Regions from separate parts of the Mus musculus genome. Here region 1 is linked to region 2. The links are chromatin contacts, called in public promoter capture Hi-C maps. All regions are on one chromosome and are shown on one strand. Each heading gives the region's core, a stretch centred on a gene start, on an enhancer-like site or on the middle of the called end of the contact. The rest is flanking DNA. Distances are from core to core; before and after follow the strand shown. Region 1 holds the start of Snapc4 (small nuclear RNA activating complex, polypeptide 4). Region 2 holds the start of Ccdc187 (coiled-coil domain containing 187).

What was found. Capture Hi-C pulls out chosen DNA fragments and counts their contacts.
Region 1: a contact with region 2 is called in a promoter capture Hi-C map of pancreatic islet. The contact joins the promoter of Snapc4 here to the promoter of Ccdc187 in region 2. A contact is called at or near these places in 8 of 39 promoter capture datasets (the 3T3-L1 cell line, cancer-associated fibroblasts, cranial neural crest and 5 more), 13 of 484 Hi-C or Micro-C datasets (the C2C12 cell line, cerebral cortex, cortical neurons and 8 more), 15 of 115 datasets of contacts at active chromatin or transcription factors (CD8 T cells, the NIH/3T3 cell line, the SCID.adh cell line and 9 more) and 4 of 9 other capture datasets (adipose tissue, embryonic stem cells, liver and 1 more).

What each region holds. Positions count from the first base shown.
Region 1 is chr2:26,378,690-26,382,037 of GRCm38.p6, forward strand. Snapc4 (small nuclear RNA activating complex, polypeptide 4) reads right to left here and starts at 1,964. Exons shown (of 23, transcript NM_172339.4): 1 at 1,860-1,964.
Region 2 is chr2:26,292,817-26,296,089 of GRCm38.p6, forward strand. Ccdc187 (coiled-coil domain containing 187) reads right to left here and starts at 1,741. Exons shown (of 10, transcript NM_177841.3): 1 at 1,425-1,741; 2 at 522-1,027. The coding sequence starts at 1,567. Gm35807 (a long non-coding RNA gene) reads left to right here and starts at 1,891. Exons shown (of 3, transcript XR_374168.4): 1 at 1,891-3,273.

The sequences.
Region 1 (3,348 bases), core at 714-3,213, 86 kb after region 2:
TTCAGACACACACTTGCTGGAGGTGGCAAGAGCCTGTTCAAATGCAGACAATAGACTATCCAGATGGCAATCAGCTTAGGGTTAAAGTCCCACAAGTTATGACACTCTTTTCATACCCAGGACTTCTGCTCTTGACTCAACACCTAGAAATGACCCTACTCTCCCTGAGGCCACCACCAGCACAGGTAAAAACACTTGTCTCTGTGCCCCAAGGTGCTCAGTTGGTCACCAAGTGCAGAAAGTGCAGAGCAACAGACATTCACCCCCTGTGATCCAAACCTATAAAGAGGTGCCCCGCTCTACACAGTGCTGACTGGCTAGTAAGTCAGAGTAAGGCTTAGCTTACTCCATGACCTATCTTTTCAGAACACTACCTGGCATATGGTGTTGTCTGATACTGAACAAGTGTCTGCTAAAGTACAAAGGAGGCTTTTTCTCTGGTACACTGTAAGCAAAGTCTGAGGGCAAAGGAAATTTGGAAGAGAAGTGTGAAAGATGATTCTAGAAAACACAAGCTCAGGTGGGTGAGATGGCACACCATACAAAGGCACTTGCTACCAGGCCTAAGGACCTGAATTCAGGACCAGTAATCAATGGTGAAGAGACCCTACTCCAGCTTTCCCTCAGACCTCCCCCACTATGGCACATCTACCTACACACAAGGAAATAAACAAGTATAATAACTGTAAAAAGCTGGGTGTAGAAGTCGGGTATAGTGACACACGTCTTTAATCCCAGGAATCAGGAGGCAGAGGCAGGGGGATCTCTGAGTTTGAGGCCAGCTTGGTCTACAGAGTGAGTTCCAGGTCAGCCAGAGCTCTAAAAGAAACTGTCTTCAAAAACAAAATAAAGAGCCGGGCGTGGTGGCAAAGGCCTTTAATCCCAGCACTTGGGAGGCAGAGGCAGGCGGATTTCTGAGTTCGAGGCCCGCCTGGTCTGCAAAGTGAGTTCCAGGACAACCAGGGCTATACAGAGAAACCCTGTCTCGGAAAATCCACCCCCCCCCCCCCCGCCCAAAAAAAAAAAAAAAAAAAAAAACCCAAAAAACCAAAAACCAAAATAAAGAAACAAAGAGCTGAGTGTGATGGCACATAATTTAAATCCCAGCACTTGGGGGGCATAACTAAGTGGATCTCTGCATTTCAAACCATTAGTGAGATACTGTTTCAAACAAAATTATCAAACACATTTTCACACCCAGAGCCAGAAATGAAGAAAAACATCCTGTTTGATTTCTTCCTACTAAGTTGTTGACAGCAGTCTTAACTGACTACAACAAAACAAAACAAAATCCCCTTCAACGACATTCCAATTACTTATACAGGGAACGTTTGTCAACCAACTTGGCTAGAAACAGCGGGATCTACAGATGTAGCAATAATCATTGCCACTGGATGCTTGGCCACCAACGAAAGAGTAACGTGTTTTGAGGCAGCAGCAATTCCATCTCCTCCCACAGCATCGCCCACATAAAGGAAGAAAAAGTCACGTTTTCAAGTCCTGAGCTGGGAGCCACGGTCCGCCTTTAATGACATCAGAGACACTTTGCTGCCTGTCCCTTCTAAGGCCTAACCGGGCAAGGCAGTTGGGGTCCAATGCACCCTTAGTGGCTGGATTCGATAAGCCAGGGGTGGCCGGTGGTGCTGCAGCGCATGCAACCGGTTAGAGCAGCGGTTCGGAGCACAGCACGGAGCAAATCCGGTCCTGCATCTCACCAGCTAGGGGACCTCGGCTGGGCTCCGGACGCGGGCTCTCCACTCCAGCAATGTCGCGGCCACGCCACGCCTCGGTTTCCCCGTGCTGGCTGCCCTGCCCCTCCTGGACACAACGCCTGCTACCTGCCGCCCGCCAATCCTCACCTTCTAGGCATCCCTTCCAAACTTCACAGCTGGCATCATCGCCCGGGCGACCACACGCAGATCATGCTTCTAGCAGTCGCGGAAGTCAGTAGGCTTGCACCGGAAGTCCCACCCAGGCTGCGGCGCAGGGCATGCTAGGAGGTGTGCTGGGGGGCGGGGCCCTAGCGAGGCGTTCATCTTTCTCCAGGTTCCCTGGGCTGTGTACTTAGCTCCTGGTGTTCTGGGTTTGGATGAATGATCAGTGTGTCGTTAAGTACTTTCCCGTGTGTGTCGTCCTCGGAGCCCACAACCTGGGACCGCCAGAAATGGACATTCATTCACTAAGGATTATTCTGCCTGGCCAACACATCACAGAGCTGCTGGCTAAGTAGTGGGGGGGGGGGGGCGGGAGGGCGGGGAGGGGGGGGTCGGTCTCACTCTTATGAAACAAAATACCAATAATTATCCATTATTAATTTTTTGTTTGTTTGTTTTTTCGAGACAGGGTTTCTCTGTATAGCCCAGGCTGTCCTGGAACTCACTTTGTAGACCAGGCTGGCCTTGAACTCAGAGATCTGCCTGCCTCTGCCTCTCCAGTGCTGGGATTAAAGGCGTGAGCCACCATGCCCGGCCCATTATTAATTCTTTTTTTTTTTAATTAGGTATTTTCCTCATTTACATTTCCAATACTATCCAAAAAGTCCCCAATACACTCCCCCCCACTCCCCTACCCACCCACTCCCCCTTTTTGGCCCTGGCGTTCCCCTGTACTGGGGCATATAAAGTTTGCAAGTCCAATGGGCCTCTCTTTCCAGTGATGGCCGACTAGGCCATCTTTTGATACATATGCAGCTAGAGTCAAGAGCTCCGGGGTACTGGTTAGTTCATAATGTTGTTCCACCTATAGGGTTGCAGATCCCTTTAGCTCCTTGGGTACTTTCTCTCCATTATTAATTCTTAACAGCTTCCTTAATTCTACTCTCCCTAGGCAGCTGGGTCCTCCTAGTGCCTAATAATGCCTGTGAGTAGGAGAAGCATGGCAGTGGCTTGAGGCTCAAGGCTGGTGAAAACCAAGCCTGGCGACTGGCCAGTTTGTGGGACCTGGGAAGGGCCTTGGTCTTATGGAGAACTGACTACAAGCTAGAAGTCACCTGCAACACTACTGGAGTGGGTACAGAATCATGAAATCAAAGAGTAATAGTGCATCCCTTTAATCCAACATTCAGGAAGCAGAGGTAGGTGTAACTCTGTGAGTTCAAATCCAGCCTGATATACAACAAAGCAAGTTTCAGAACTATATAGACACTGTCTCAAAAAAGAAAATAAGAGTCATATCAAGTCTGGCCCAGAGTTGGGTTTGGCCAGAGGGAGTCTGGGGCATTAAAGGAAACCTGTAGGTTCCTGGTGTAGGAACTTGTGTGGGGCAAGCCTGGTAAGAACTATCAGGCAAATTTCCCTGGGGTACTGTTGTTTCTTGAGACAGTCTATGTAGAACAGACTGATTGAGAAC
Region 2 (3,273 bases), core at 491-2,990:
TTAAAGAGAAGCCGCTGCCTTACAGATCCTTTCCTCCTTAGAAAATGCCTAGGCAGCCACCTAGCTTTCAGCGTCTCTAATGGGCAACTCTTCAGGTATTTGTTTAACTGACATCCACCTTCCCCACTCCAGAAAATACAGCCTATCTTGCTTGTGGATGGCAGGCAGGCCTTCTAAATCCCACACTGGCCGTACTCTCTACACCTGACAGTGTCCAGGCATGCTTAAATGGCCACTAAGGCTTCAGGGACAAACAAAAAGTTTGTCCCTTTTACGACTCCACAGGCTCTCTGGGTCTCTGTCTTCCAAGGCTCCATCCCTCTCATCTCACGGTATCATTTGACACCACGATAAAGTGATAAAGCATCTTCACCCTAAATTCAGCTCAGAAGCCCCACCCCAAGCTACACTGTTCTCCCGATCCTCAAGCCCTTTGGGGACCTTATGCACATAACCTTACGACTTGCCCTCCACTTTTCCCTTAACTATGGCCACACCAGCTGGGCATATCGGCCACTGACCTGGGAAAGCAGGCACTGGAAGCGCATTTGTCACCTTGGGGGTCTTCCGCCATAGCATCGTCGAGGTTTTGTAGAGGCACGAGGCACTAGAGGGGGCAGAGGTGCCCAGGGAGGCACAGCTAGCCTGCCACTGTGCCTGGGCTCGGATCTTGTCCCTCAACTGCTCCAGACGAGGGTCACTCTTCCTGGGCTGGCGCTGGGGTCCCAGTATCAGGGGTGGCCTTTCCTTCCAGGGCCCATGAGAAAGTGTGCATGATTCATGCCCCCCTGAGGAGCCAGACATTCTGCCGGATGACACCGAGCTGTCCACGTCCTTAGTGTCCAAGCATGGAGACCACATGGGCAGGCTGCAGCCCTTCATGTAGGGGCTTGGATCCTTGATATTGCCAGACCAGGCCACATAGGGAACTGTTTGAGGTGGACTCAACTGCTGGGAGAGAACAGGCCACCTCAGTGTTGTGGCCAGAAGGCTGTCCTTGGCTGCATGTGGATGGAACACTTCATCCCTTGGAGAGAGGGACAACACAGCCTGTCAGAGCTCAGTATCTCATATGAATGGTGTCCTATAATCCCCAACACCCCTTTCTCCCTGTTTCTACCTCACAGCCTAAGACAAGAGGAACCAGAAAATTCCTCCACCACATGGACATCTCCTGACATTCTCCCTCAGACACTAACCACAACCTTTTAAGGTAGGTACCATGATCAGTTTAATTTATGCACGAGAAAACTGAGGCTAGAGTAGCCATGTCAAAATCAAAGGTACAAGCAAGTTTTGGCCAGGGACCCACACACTCCACCTCTGTATCCTCCTACCTCCCATGAACAAGCTGCCCCTGAGGAAAGGTAACCACAAGACTACTAGCATTGCTGGTGCTCTTGTCCTGTCCACACAAACACTACCTGGGCTTGGTGCTGTCCTTCTGACCAGCCATTCTCCCCATGGCCTTGGGGGAGAAGAGGCCTTCTTGCTGGTTGCCCCTGGAACAGTTCTGCAGGGTTGCCCTTAAGGAGGTGGGCATCACACCCATGAGCGGAGTTGTCATTGCATCTGAGATAGGAGAGTACAGATGGCAAGCCACACCACCTGGGACCCTGGGTCTAACAGGATAATCACATGGTAGTCTGTAGGCCTACCACACAGCACCCATCAGGGACTGGACACTGCTTTGTTCTGGGTATTGTCCAGTGTGGGTCCCCTGATGCTCAGGACAGTCATTGAAGGAGGGTAGGGACAATGAGTTAACTAGCCTTGGGTAGACAATGGCTGTGGGATTTCCTGGTGAGCTGTTTGTCATGGGGTGGGAGAGAATTCCAGGTGGCCCATGACAGCATAATAACCCCGTGTCACTGAGTGTTAGCCTGTGGCTTCAACTCCTACTCATGGCTCTAGCTAGCAGACAGCTGCCCCTGACACTCTAGGGAGCACACACCCAACAGAGACTTCTGGAAGTCGATATGATGGGAAGATTGGGATTCTGGTCAGTAAGCCCTGTGGTCAGCACAGTTCCAAGGACAAAAGACTCAAATCCCAGCTCTAATCCCAGTCTAAGGCTAACCTTGGACAGGAGAGACCACACCCCACCCTGAGGACTGTGAACACCCCATAAACCCTCTGCTGTCTTGCCTCTCCCCTGTTGGCTGGGAAGCGAAGGTGTGAACAGAACCCTGCTTAGCTTGAAGCTTTTCTTCCGAAGCATTTCCAAAGAACAGAAGACTAGGCAGCATGATGAAAACCCAAGACTTGATTTTTCTTTTCCTTAATGGCACTAGAGATGGTTTGCAGGGCTTGTATATGTTATATATGTTAGCTCTTACCACTGAGCTAGCTAGCCTTCATTCTTGAGACTGTTTCTAAAGGGTCTGATCTAGGGAAGGGACATGAATCCCTGGAGACAATAACCCAAGGACAGACCTCCTGAGTGTGAGAGGAGACTACTTTCATGCCACCAACTCCTAGGCTCTCCCTCATAGCCAGAACATTCTAGTACCGAATAGGTAGGGTCCAGAGTCAAGTTCCAGTATCCTGGGCACATCTGGTGCCAACTTTTCTATCTACCACTTTCCCCAAGACTGAGGGAGAGGAGGCCTTCCAATTGACTGTCCCTGGGGCAGGTCTGCAGAGCTAACCTTAGGGAAATGGGCAGCATGCCCATGACGGGGATCTGACTTTGCTGAGGCAGGAGGATGTGGGAGGTGAGCTCTGCCACCTAGGGGCCCAGGTGAACTTATGCGTGTGTTCCTATTGGCAATAGTTGACTGCCCTAGCCTAGATCAGCCCTGCTGGGCCTCATCTACTCCCATGGCCCTGGAGCAGATCCCACTCATATGTTCCCTAATGGCACCAGTGGTCTCTGTAAGTGAACTTTAGGACAGCATCAAGTATAGTTTGTTGTCTAGAAAACACAAAGGCCTAGATCCCCGTGCTCCAAGGGATGGCATGTACCTCCTAGGACAAGACAGTCAGCTAGGCTTATACCAGACTGCTGCATTCTAGCCCAAGTCAAGACATGAGGAAGCTGGATCACCCAACTCTAGGGTCTTAAGAGAGCTCTGCTTCAGAATTCTCTGTTCCATAGATCCTCCTGGGAACATCCTTGGTGGCCTTTGCTAGCCTGTCTCCCACCTGCTGCCTGCAAGATAGGGGTCACCCCTGCGGTGCCAGGGCTATCCAAACTCTCAGGGTTTGGACCTTTATTGTGAAATGGTTTCCTTCAAGATTAAAACATTCCAAACTAAAGGGAAGCTCCTA